Regions from separate parts of the Mus musculus genome. Here region 1 is linked to region 2. The links are chromatin contacts, called in public ChIA-PET maps. All regions are on one chromosome and are shown on one strand. The core of a region is the stretch at or near the end of the contact, and the rest is flanking DNA. Distances in the headings are between cores, read along the strand shown. Region 1 holds the start of Ephx4 (epoxide hydrolase 4). Region 2 overlaps Brdt (bromodomain, testis-specific).

Region 1 (6,171 bases), core at 1,389-3,888, 44 kb before region 2:
ATGCGAAAGAAACAAGTTAGTTGGTAAATTTACCAGAATTCTGGAAATCCATGAAGCAGCAGCATGAGCGGTTTGCCCCTTTCTCCAGCAGCAACATAGTGAAATCTTAACCCGGAGTCCTGAAAGTGGAAGAGTATGGAGTATGTGATAGCAGGCAACATCAAACTAAGACATTTAGTATTTCCCTGTTACTAAAAACATTCTCGCTTGAATTACTTTAATATCAAGAAATAAATATTAACAACATATTATCAATAGAATAAAGGGACTAATTCACCTTTGTGGGTATTCCCTTTGGAATACCCCTTACTTGCTCTGTTACAAGGTCTGTGTATATATTTTGAGCTTCTGGAGCAATGTTACAATGTAGCTTTCGTCTTTGTGAGGTGTGACGTTTTATCCCCTGCAGGATACATAAATAATTCTGATCTGAATTTCAATGTTGCAAAGTGTATCTCACATATTTTTTTTCCTCAGTTGCCTGTCAAGAGCTGCAGTATCACTTATGTAATTCACACCCCCTTCTCTTATTTTTAGGCATCTCCTTCCCACACTGCGATCTGAGTGTTTCATATACGCTCTCCTTTCCTGCCTGCTCCCTCTGTCACATCTGTGTTTCTAACAGTGGACTATATCAGTGCCCAAGACTTCACGCCACATTTGGGAGATGACTAACCCCAGAAAAGGAAAGGACTGGGAACAAGAGAAGAATGCTGCAGACATCAAGGATATGGGAGCATAGACAAGAAAGGAAGAGAGAAAAGCTAAATCCCTGCAAGTATGAGGGGAAGACAGCACAAGTCAAAGCTGGCCATGGACTCTGTCTCTGGCGTGTCATTGCCCTTGATTCCACCACCTTACTAAGAAAACAAGGCCCAAGGGCTGAGGTTGCAGAGCAGTGGCAGAGCATTTGCCTTTCAAGCATGAGACCCGAGCTTCAGTCCCCAGCACTGCCGTCCCTTCCCCTAAATGAGGTCCAAGTAAGTCACATAAGTCATGAAGGTCATGGGAGTCATGAGCGGGCTAAGGATGTAGCTCAGTGGCAGAGCACTCGCCTGGCATGACCAATGTGTCCCCCGGCGTCACTAAATAAACAAGTTAAGAGGAATGAAGTATACAGGTGACTAGAGTCACCACTATTTCTTCCTTCTGCTTTTGAGGGGAAAAGAGAGTAATTCTGAGGAATCCAGGAAGAGTCATAAGCTGTGTTTCATCCTTAAGTTGGACAGAATTAACAAATGTGACTTGGCTGTTATCTTTTAAAAATTATTTTAGTGGTGGTGAGTCTTGGAAGAATAAAATGCCAGGGCCACCAGATTGGATTTAATAAAGATTTTATCGCACTGGGTATATGCCAGGTTGATAATTATAATGATGAATTATAAATTATACTAAGTTATAGGTCCGTTGGCCTATGTTTTCTTCTCTTTTTCTTTGTGGTTCTCTTCCTCCTCCTCCTCCTCCTCCTCCTCTCCTTCTTCTCGAAACATGAACATACTTAATTCTCACATCAGTTTCAGGCTCCTTTTGCCTTTCTGAATCCCAGTTGCTGGGGAGTTTAGCTGCTGATTAAACGTCAGGCAGGACTCAGTAACACAAATATCTCCTTGTATGTTGCCTTTGAAAGGCTTGTGAGTCAGACTGTAGGTCGTATCACAGAGACTGTATCACTCCACCACCTGGCATCAGGAAATAGACCGTCTGTGGGCTGTGACAGAAGCTTGGACGAGGACGGACAATGAAAATCTGTTGGCACGGTTGACACTTTTATTTAAGCACAGAGAATGGAGCTTTATTAAGAAGTGGGTACCTACTTTGTATTCCATTCTCTCCTATTTTTGACTTTTTGCACCTACTTCCTTCCTCACAAACACAAACCATTTCTTATCCTTTAGTGCTGCCTAGGTCATCTGAGATTAGAAATGACTTTCCAAAGAACTGTCCACTCCCTCCATCTCAAAATCTGGACAGCAGGGCACCGCCAGGAGCATTATCCTGCAACTGATCTGAGCCCTAAAAGGCAAAAAAGGTAACAGGAGATAGCTTCTCCTTGCAGTAGGAGAGGGAGCAGAATTATTCTGAGTTGCTTCAGCAGGAGGAGGATCCAGTTAGAGAAATTTCACGTTCTGAAACACGCACCTCCCCCCCTCCACACACACACATAGGTTAAGGAGAGAGTGGAAAGCCATGATACTGACCCGCGGAACAGCCCCTGGCCAGGTCCCTCCTGCCTCCCCCTGGGGTCCTCCGGGTGCCCGCAGCCATCGGGACGCATCTAGGAACAATCGGCCCGGCGCCCTAGGCACCGCGGCTTCCAGGGCTCCCCACCCGCGTCCCTCTCCCTCCCCTGTCTCCAGGCCCGCGTCGGCCTTCACCTTGATGCGCACGTAGCAGTGAGTCCCTAAGGAGGGGTCGTTCAGGCACGCCGGAGGGTTGGCCCGGGCCGCCCGGCGGAAGGTCTGCGCCGGCGCCCTACCGATGCTCCACAAAAGTTTGAGCAGGTGGACGGAGGCGCACAGCCCGCAGTAGCCGTACACCAGGGACCAGTAGAGCAGGGCGCGCAGCGCGGGCAGCAGGCGGGGCGGGCGCGGCGGGGCCATGGGCGCCTGCGGGAGCCGAGCTGCGGCGTCCCTCCCGCGCCCGCCCGCTCGCCCCGCACACGCCGCGCGCCCGGGCCTCGGGGACCGCGCAGGGCGAGGCCCGGGCTGTCCTCCCGTGCCACGTCGCTAGAGCCGAGCGACATGAAGGCGACGCCGAACGCCATCCCCAGGTCCTGTCGAAGCTCCGGGCTCTGAACAGGTCCCAGCGCCCCGGTCCCAGAAGCCGCAGACCTTTTCCCGGATGTGAGAATCGCGGAGGGCGGGAGGGACTTTTGTACTGAACTGTGGTAATTATTTCTTCAGGTGGGCATCCCTAACACAATCTCTTACAGATATTAACTGTTTCTTAACTGAGTTCAAAGTTACCAAACACCCCAGCCAGAAAAAGCAAAAAGGCACTTTACACCAAGGCACAAGCAATCAATTAGCTTGTCCCTACCCTTAGCAAGGACTCCTCCCTCCTCCCTCTCTTCTTAATGTTCCCCTCCCCCTCCCTCCTCCCGCCCCCATTGGTGTAACTCTACAATAGTTTATCAGCCCTACCCCCACCCCGCCCCGTTAAGAAACATTCATTCTTCTTAGTCTTCCTTTACGTTCCTGTTTCCCTTCTCTTCCCTGACCTCCCTTGTGTGTGTGTGTGTGTGTGTGTGTGTCCGTCCGTCCGTCCGTCCGTCCTTCTAGAGATGCAGTTACAGGTGACTGTGCACCCCTCACCTCCGGAACTGAACTCAGGTCCTCTGAAAAAGCAGCCAGTACTCTTAACTGGTGAGCCATCTCTACTCATTCCTTCCATCTGAATAGCTTAGGGCTGTTATAAGTGTATCTACATAAAATGTTTCTGTGTGAACGTTTTTTTTTTCCTATTTCACCTAGAAATGAGACAGTGGGATAAGGTGGGTAAGTGTACCTTTGGCTTTCTGCGACAGAATCAAACTGGCTTCCAGAATGACTGCTCGGTGCTAGAGGTGTTGCTTAGAGCCTGGGTCCCATTCTTTAAAGCACTGTGTACTGAACTCTTAATTTCATTTGTTCCAGAGGTGCAGAGTGAACCCTTGATTCTCAATAAGAGGCACTATCTTCCGGAAGGAAGGAGCTGCCTGAGGGCAGAGCATGGGGGAGGGCAGCTGGGGAAGTGAATGTTTTAGAACAAAGTTTAATGACACATATGTCTGAATATGCCACAAAGGCTACCGCGTTATTACTGTTAATTACTGTTAAATAATGAATAAAAAGAATAAAGCCTACATTTATTTCCTAATGGCGAATAGTACCAGGCATCTTCTGTGTGATCACATGTCACTCAGCTATACTTTTCTCGACAAAGTGTCTATACAAATCTTCTGCTTGGTGTTGATCCCTGCCCCACCCCCATGGAAGCAGGGGTGGTGGGCCTGCATTCACTAGCTCTGGGCTATATCCACAAATGCTTTTGTTCTTTGGGTTGTTTTTTTTGTGGGGGGGGGTTGCTTTTACAGGCTTTATTTATATATTTGTGTATACTTATACATACATATGTATGTGTATAGCAATACTACTCAGCTATTAAAAATAATAAATTTATGAAATTCTTATGCAAATGGATGGATCTGGAGGATATCATCCTGAGTGAGGTAACCCAATCACGAAAGAATACACATGATATGCACTCACTGATAAGTGCATATTAGCCCAGAAACTTAGACTACCCAAGATATAATTTGCAAAACACAAGAAAATCAAGAAGAAGGAAGACCAAAGTGTAGATACTTCGTTCCTCCTTAGAATGGGGAACAAAATACCCATGGAAGGAGTTACAGAGACAAAGTTTGGAGCTGAGATGGAAGGAAGAACCATCCAGAGACTGTCCCACCTGGGGATCCATCCCATCAACATCCACCAAACCCAGATACTATTGCATATGCCAGCAAGCTTTTGCTGACAGGACCCTGATATAGCTGTTCTTTGTTTTTAAAGCAATACTTTCCCACAGCTGAGTTTGAGAGTTCCTCATAGTTTATAACTCATAACTACAAACCTCTCTTATGCATAATGTGATTTTCCTTTCCCCTTAGTTTGTCTCTTCTTCTTCTCCTCCTACTTCTCCTTCTTTTTCTTCTTCCTTTCTTTTTTTTTAAACCTACAGCACCTGATACTCCCAGGTGGTCTCCCATCCAAGTACCGACCAGGCCCGATCCTGCTTAGCTTCCAAAATCAGATGAGATCAGGCACATTCAGGGTGGTATGACTGTAAACAGTTTGTATTTGTCTTTTCATGAAAAAAAAAAAAGCAAAAAAGCTTTAATCTTGGTGAGGCCAAATTTGTTGATTTTTCTCCATCCTTTTAATGTCAAGTCTAAAAATTCTTGGTGCAAATGAAGAGACTAAAGAGTTTTAAGTTTTCTATCGTGTTTGTGATGTTTTTTGTACAAGACGTGAGGTTCTTGACATACCGGTATTTGGGACTCTTCCGTGGCACAGGTTGAGATACCCTGCCTGACTCTAATGAGTCCATGTCTATTGGATTGCATTGTTGCTGTGGCTCCCTGGTTCCACTCTGGGGGTCTCCACCCCCATGCCGTCCCATTGGTCTATAGTACTAGGGTTGTGTCTTGCCTTTTTCTCTTTTCCTCTCTTTTTATGATCCATGTGTGTATGCATTTTTATGTTCTTGTACATATCTCCTAGTCTGCAGTGGTTTCTTTAGCGCATATGCTTAGCAGGAACTGCTACAAACCTACAGACAAGAGTTTAACAGGCAACTACTTGATTTTACGAAAGAGGATATTTTACAAAATGGTTATGTTTATTTAGTCTGGCCTGGTGGTAGGTACCACTACTTCAATACCACTATTCCTTTCCAACATGTGCTGATAGAAATATCTTAGCTAACTTAATGAGTTACCATCACTACCACATAGGGCTTCAGTTTCATTTCCTTCAATACCAAAGAAGCTGGACATCTCTGGATGTTCATTATCCATAAGAATCTTCTGCAGCCTGCGTCTGGCCCAGAATTAGCAAAGCCTGTGTATTGTTCTCTATTCTCCAGGCTTCCAGTCAGGTGTAGCCAAGAGATTGGGTTGTGGTTAGTGGATTGTGAGTGCAAGAGGCCTCTTTCAAGTCTGGCGATTAAAAACCTTTCCACGAGGGGTATAGTGGTTTGAATGAGCACAGCCTCCATGCACTTATGTTTGAATACTTTGTTCTTATGTGGAATTGTTTGGGAAGGATTATGAGGTATGGCCTTGTTGGAGGAGGTGTGTCACTGGGGGTGGGTTTTGAGGTTTCAAAATCTCACATTATTCCTAGTTAGGTCTCTCTGCCTCCTACTTGTGAATCAAGATATAAGCTCTCAGCTACTGCTCCAGCCCCATGCCTGTCTGCCTCTGTAAGCTCCCAATAAACTCTTCTATTACTACAGCAACTGAAATGCAACTGTGACACTCTCCAGAGCTCTCTCCCACTTTTCTTTTCTTTCTTATTTTAGTATTATTATTGTTGTTTGGTTTTGAGATAGGGTTTCTTTGTGTAGCCCTGGCTGTTTGGGAACTCAAGTTGTAGACCAGCCCACATAGGAATCCACCTGCTTTGA
Region 2 (6,545 bases), core at 3,868-6,367:
CCACCCTTGGGCTGGTGGTTCTGAGTTCTGTATTCCAGCAGGCTCAGCCAAGCCATGGGAGCAAGCTAGGAAGCAGCACCCCACTGTGGCCTCTGCATTAGTTCCTGCCCCCAGGTTCCTGTCTCATTTGAGGCTGTCCTGCCTTTCTTCCATGATGAACAGGGACTTTGGGTGGTGGGCTGCTGTTCTGTGGGAGTTTGGAAGATAAAGTTGAGATCAATGGATATGGTGGAATTTGGTTCTTTCTTCTTCAAGTGAGAAATTATTTTTTGTTTTACAGAAGCCCATAGTTGATTTTTAATTCTTAAAGAGTTTAGAGTTTTATGAAGATGTTGTGAAATTTTGGATAAGAGACTGAGTCTTTAAAGACTGTGAGACTTTAAAATTTTGGAATATTTTAAATTGTGATGTTTGTATTCATGTGAGTTCTTAGGGATGTACAAGAAACAAAAGGTTGTGGTTTAATAGTGATGTATTTGTGTGTCAAGCTGACAAGGGGTCAGTTGTACTGGATAGTTTTATGTCAACTTAAAACAAGCTACACTCTCTAGAGAGAAGAGAGCCTCAACTGAGAAATTGCCTACATTAAGTTTGGACTGCAGGCAGGCCCGTAGGGCATTTTTTTTAAATTAGTGATTGATGGGGGAGGGTCCAGCCCATTGTGGGTGGTGCCACCCCTTTTTTATAATAAAGCATGCTGACCAAGCTATTCCTGCCTCCAGGTTCCTGCTTTGAGTTCCTGTCCTAACTCCATTCCAGGATGAACAGTGCTGTGGAAGTGTACAACAAATAACCCTTTCCTCTCCAATTGCTTTGGTCCTGGTGTTTTATCACAGCAATCAAAACCCTAAGCAGGGCCAGTCGGAGGTGGCACACGCCTTAAATCCCAGCACTCAGGAGGCAGAGGCAGGTAGATTCTGAGTTCGAGGCCAGCCTGGTCTACAGAGTGAGTTCCAGGACAGCCAGGACTATACAGAGAATCCCTGTCTCGAAAAACAAAACAAAATCAAACAAACAAACAAACAAAAAACCTAAGTAGGACATCACACCTAAATAGAGCACTATTGCAGAGAAACAAACCCACAATATAGCAAGAACAGAAACTTAACAAGAGGAATCTGCCCCTGCCCGACACCAAACAAGATTAAGACTAAAGGAAACAAAAACAAAATCGTCATAGTCAAGTAGCTGAAATAATCAAGGGGGGAAACTGCCGTAGGGATGAGCTGTTGATACTATTATGCTGTTATGGAAGGAAGGGGAAGGAGCTATGGGTCCACCTTAAACTGAGAATGGACAAACAGTTAGCAATTGATACATGGGAAGAGACATTTCCTTAGTGAGTAACCACCAGCTTTCACCCTCAATGGCACTCACTGGTACACACACACACACACACACACACACACACACACACTCACGTGCACACAGAGGTAGAAAGGGCAGTTGGGAAAAGAACAGGAGTGAAGGGGGACACAGTATTATCAAAATATGTACACGTATGAAAGCGTCATAATAAACCATTGTCAAATAGAATTAATATATGACAATAAAATGTTAACAAATCCAGTATGACAAGTATTGAAAGGTAGATAAATTAAAAAATATGATTAGCTTTTTAATAAGAAAGTATGTATGCCACCAAAGCTTTCAAAAAAGTTGCTTCTATTACCTAGTCTCTCAGGATCATGATATCCAACTACATCCATTCTGAACAAAGCACTATCACTTATAATGTCAACATCTTACTGATCCTTTCAGCTAGTTTTTGTTTTATTGAACAAGGTTTTATCACTAGTGCATGCTGGCCTCAGCTCCCTGAATGCTGGAGTTACAAGTACCTGCCACTATGCCTAGCTTTATTCTTAGTTGGTGTTTTGTTAATATACCAAATTTTCACTTTTTGATGGGTAATTAACCAATTTTCACCACACAATGGAAGCTGGCAACATGTTTGTCATCTGCAGTTTGTTGAAACTGTTATACACACAGTCAAGAACACAGGCGCTTTCATTAGTTTTACAAGAATATTGCAATGATGGGGGCTGACTTATTTTTTTCTCTCTAATTTATAATCCTGCTTACAAATTTTATTGTTATTCTTAGGGAAGTAAAAATGTTCCTAGTTTACACACTAGAAATTAGTAAGTCTTGTGGCATTTTAAAGTACTTAGTATTGAAGTATTTACTTAGTATCAGTTTAGTACTAAAAAGTATTAAAAGATCCTATACTTAATTTGCTTATTGGAAGCATAGATGTATTTTTTCCATTTTAGACTTTGCAATTTATAATACACTTAAACAGTGTTTCCCTCTGTCTATAAAGATATAGATGGTATGTTCAAAAATTAAAATTTCAAGAATAAATGACAAGACAGATGTAGCAACAGATGCCTGTGATTCCAGCACTCAGGAGGCTGTGAGAGAAAGAACAGGACTTTAAGTCTATCCGTGGCTACACAGTGAGACTCCATCTCAAACAACAGTAAAAGACAATTTCAGTGCCCACAGTGAAGACAAACTGATCTCAGTGTAATAAATCACAAACTATTCATAAGATGGTTAACTTGAATAAATAGATAGATAAATAAATAAATGAAGCGAGCTGAGGAATACCTGCAGCTTGATGGTTAAACTGATTTCCTGGTATGTAAGACCTTGGGTTCACTCTCCAGTGCCAGGAAAGGGAATAAAATTTGTTGCTTTTATTTTAACATTATATATTTTTAAAAGCGTCTAAATCAGTCTACATGTGTGGGCCTATGATCTACTGCTTGAGGCCATGAATGCAATGGATATTTTTCCAATACTGTTCTATGCTCAGAAGTCAAATATAAGAAATATTTTATAATAAGAGCTGCACATGACTTTAAAATGTATTAGAATGACAAATCCTAACCACAGCAAAACTTCTGTTGAACTTTACTAAATTGTTCTGCAAGTTCAAGGATGGCTTAGGCTTCAGTGCAAGCTCCAGCCCAGCCCAGCCCAGGACACTCCCTGAGGACACAGCTTGGTGCTGCAGTGCTTGCTCACCTTGTGTGCATGCACAGGTGCCTTAGTCCCACCACCACACAACAGAAGCAAAGCTCTCTGGAAAACATGCCACCAACCATGAATGCTGATCAGCAGATACAAACTCAGCAATGTTTTAGGATTAGAATTCTGAGTTTGAGCTGTTCTGTTAAAGTTAGAAACCAAGTTTCTGTACCATTTTAAGAACATATAGATGATGATAAACATTTTCTTCTCTTCAAGTAATATACTAGAATATCATATCAAGTAATATCTAGAATATCATATCAAGAGTTTTGTGTGGTATAGCACACCTGCTGGGAGGCAGAAGCAGGAGGATTGCTGAGTTCAAATCCACTCTGGCCTACAAAGTGAAGTCTGGCTACACAGTAAGCAAAGACAGGAAGGGAAGGAGAGAGGGAGGGAGGGAGGGAGTGAGGGAGGGAGGGAGGGAGGAAGGAAAGAAGGAATTCTAAATACTAAGGCGCTATACCAAAAAACTCTATGCAGTATTTTTTTCTAACTTTCAAAGCATTTATTGAATATTTAAGTTAAATAATTCAAATTAATAGTCATAGTTTTATCCCACAAATAAAAGACAAGGTGCTGTAACTTATTAGGCCACAAATGCTTTATTAGATAAAATTACAATTAATTACAATTTAAAATACTAAATGCAACTTAGATTTTTCCAGTATTGTTTTATGCTTAAAAGTCAAATATAAGAAATACTTTGTAATAAGAACTCTAAAATGAGTTTTAATGTAATGTATTAAAATAACAAATTCTAACCAAAGTAAAAATTCTTTTAAATTTTACAAAATTGTTCCCCTCTATATACTCAGAAATGTGAAAACCAAATCAGCGACTAGCTCTACAAAAAATAAATGAATCAAAACCAAAGGAAAACAGAATCGCTGCCAGCCAGCAGACCCTGACTGTCAACTGCAATTCTTTACGCTGGAGTTTCTGTGAGGTTCTTTTTAATTAAAAAGAACTGAACCTCACAAGAAACATCCCATTAACAATAAAGCACATTTTAGGGAAGAAAGCGCCCTGGGTTCTGCATTTGCTGCTTGGTTAAAATGGAACACCATTGGTGGGGTGGACAGTGATCACATGGCAGCTGTCCAACTAGTAATAGAAAACATGAGTGGCCTGGCTTAATACAACTGACAAACTGCACAAGAAAATGTGGTACTTCCATCTTTTTCTATAGATGATAGGTAATAATATGTAGTTAAAAAACATAAATTAAAAAAAAAAAAAAACTCTCTACAAATTTTGGGGTGAGTGGCTTCTTAATTCAAAGCGACAGTTCAACTCAGAAAGCAGTGTCCAAACAGGACACACTTCACATCGGAGTGACCCAAAGTACAATGGGAACACACTGAGGCCTCCCAAATAATGTTTTCATTAAGAAGTGAAAGCAGCACCCGCAGTTTTTCAATCTCGTACATTTCCTTAGGAGACCTCCCATCAGGCCCAAGTCACATCCTTTCCTTCTTTTATGGAAAGAGTAAGGATTTTATTAAGGATGTTGGCATCCAAAGCATAGGTCCTCCTCTACACATTCTCCGGACGCTACAGGAAAGGCCACCCCCCCACCCCCACCCCCACCACCGCAGCGGTGCCTACGAGCCAGCTAACCTGGTTCAGAATCGCTGCTGTCGGAGGAGCTCGAGTCGCTGCTGCTGCTCGCGGACCCCGAGGAGCTGCTGCTGCTGCTGCTGCCGCTGCTGCTGCTGCTGCTGCCGCTGCCGCTGCCGCTGCTGCTGCTGCTGTCGGTCAGGCGAGACCCACTGGCCAGCTCCGGGGGAGGCGGCGGGGGCGGGGGCGGGGGCGGGGGCGGGGGCGGCTTCTCCACTGCAAAACAGGGAGCGTTAACAGCGGTCATGGCTCACGGGTGGGCGCGGAGAAACCGCCACCTACCTTTTGCTGGACGTTTCGTTTGCCGTTTCCTACAATTCAGCTGATTGTTGACGTCCAGCAACCGCCTCTCCAGCTCCAGCTTTTTTTCAGAATGGAGCTCCTCCTTAGACCTGACAACCTTCTTTGCTGTGAGAGGAGGAGCAACCGTGAGTGCGGGGAGGGGCCTGGAGGTGGGGCGTGGCCTAGAGGCAAGATGGGGCGGGACCTAGGGATGGGGCTGGGCCTGGCCTACCTTGGGGCTTCAGCGACCTCTTCCTCAGACAGGCCAGGACATACTTCTCCAGTTCTCTAAGTGTGGATGCCTTCAGGGTCTCAAAGTCGATCTCGATCTCGTCCGGGTTGGAGTTTCTCAGGGAAGGCTCCCTTGACTGTATTATGTGAACTATTCGACCAAGCTTGTCTCCAGGCAGTTTGTTTATGTCCAAGCTCAGCTGCCTTTTCTCATCGTAGTTCATAGGCTTCGCATTGTCTTCCTCTTCCGATTTCAAAAGCGGCTTCTTCTTCTTTGGTTGACTGTAACAAAATTATATATTGGTTTCATATTTTTAAAACATTTTTGTTGGTGTGGGAATTTCATACAATGTACCCACATCACACAGGCATTCAGTTCATCTTGATCCAGGCCCTCACATAGGCTAACTGTGTGGTCCTTCACTGAGCCTGCCTCCTGGGCAGTCACTCACTGAACATGCTTACTTGATTTTGGCCTTCTCCTTTTGCTTCATTTGCTTAGGCTTTTTCCTTGGGTTTTCATCTCTGTTATTAACCTTTTTCCTTTTTGGCGCCCTTTTGGACTTCTCATTCTTTTTCTTCAGCTTACGTAATGGAACTTGGGACAGAACTTGCAGCTGCTGATGAACAGCATTAAGCTGGGAAAGGAAAAAATAAAAGCCTTTAAACATTTATGTCTCTAAAGCACTAAAGATACTAGAAAAACATGGTACTCCAAAGTCATGCCACCCTTTGTGAAATTCATGTCATGTTCTACTTCCTTCAGGATTTTGCTTCATTTTGGAATTTCAGTGTTTTGAAGGGTATATAAATAAATAAATAATAAACAAACTGTATAGTATAACATAGTATAGTAATAAAAACACTACAGCCCAACATTTCTCAGTATTAAAGTTTCTTTCAAAAGATATATATATCTTACAGGTGGTTGTAAGTAGCCTGGTACACATGCTAAGAACTGAACTCAGGTGCTCTGGAAGACCAGCCAGTGCCAATAACTGCTGAGCCATCTCTCCAGCCCTAGTCTTCAGATATGACCTCAGTAAAAGTTACTATTTTATCACAGAAAGTAGCAAGTGATCTCATTCTAAAATATTCCACATTATACCAAAAATCACTTCAGTAAGAATCAACTACTCAGACTATAAATGCAAATAGCAGAATTGTAAATAATTCCCAGGCATCATGGTGCACACCAACAATCCCAGCACTTGAAAGGCAGAGGCAGAAGGAGCAGAAGTTTATGACAAGCCGGGTACATGAGACCATTTCAAAGAGGAGGAGGAGGAGGAAGAGGAGGAGGAAGAGGAATAAAATGTGGTGGTAGTGGCTCTAGAACTATAGTATACAGATATTTGAGTAGGAAA

Evidence for each region. ChIA-PET counts read pairs in DNA pulled down with a chosen protein or histone mark.
Region 1: a contact with region 2 is called in an RNA polymerase II ChIA-PET map of effector CD8 T cells, with 53 read pairs. The contact joins the promoter of Ephx4 here to the enhancer-like site in region 2. A contact is called at or near these places in 1 of 39 promoter capture datasets (macrophages), 8 of 484 Hi-C or Micro-C datasets (the AtT-20 cell line, CD4 T cells, Th1 cells and 4 more), 3 of 115 datasets of contacts at active chromatin or transcription factors (bone marrow-derived macrophages, effector CD8 T cells and memory CD8 T cells) and 2 of 9 other capture datasets (adipose tissue and liver).

What each region holds. Positions count from the first base shown.
Region 1 is chr5:107,399,980-107,406,150 of GRCm38.p6, reverse strand. Ephx4 (epoxide hydrolase 4) reads right to left here and starts at 2,638. Exons shown (of 7, transcript NM_001001804.2): 1 at 2,376-2,638; 2 at 34-119. The coding sequence starts at 2,600. It overlaps Gm17202 (a long non-coding RNA gene), which reads left to right. Exons shown (of 5, transcript XR_389494.4): 3 at 538-980. It also overlaps the pseudogene n-R5s173.
Region 2 is chr5:107,358,108-107,364,652 of GRCm38.p6, reverse strand. It overlaps Brdt (bromodomain, testis-specific), which reads right to left. Exons shown (of 19, transcript NM_054054.2): 10 at 5,644-5,816; 11 at 5,180-5,460; 12 at 4,948-5,073; 13 at 4,666-4,881. Among named protein-coding and RNA genes, the nearest start is that of Brdt, 30 kb to the right of the region's middle. Within about 2 kb of position 5,117, at least 306 of the 459 cell types and tissues checked have an H3K27ac peak or open chromatin away from gene starts, as enhancers often do. A contact at or near this core is called in Th1 cells, adipose tissue, bone marrow-derived macrophages and 6 more, where this site is marked.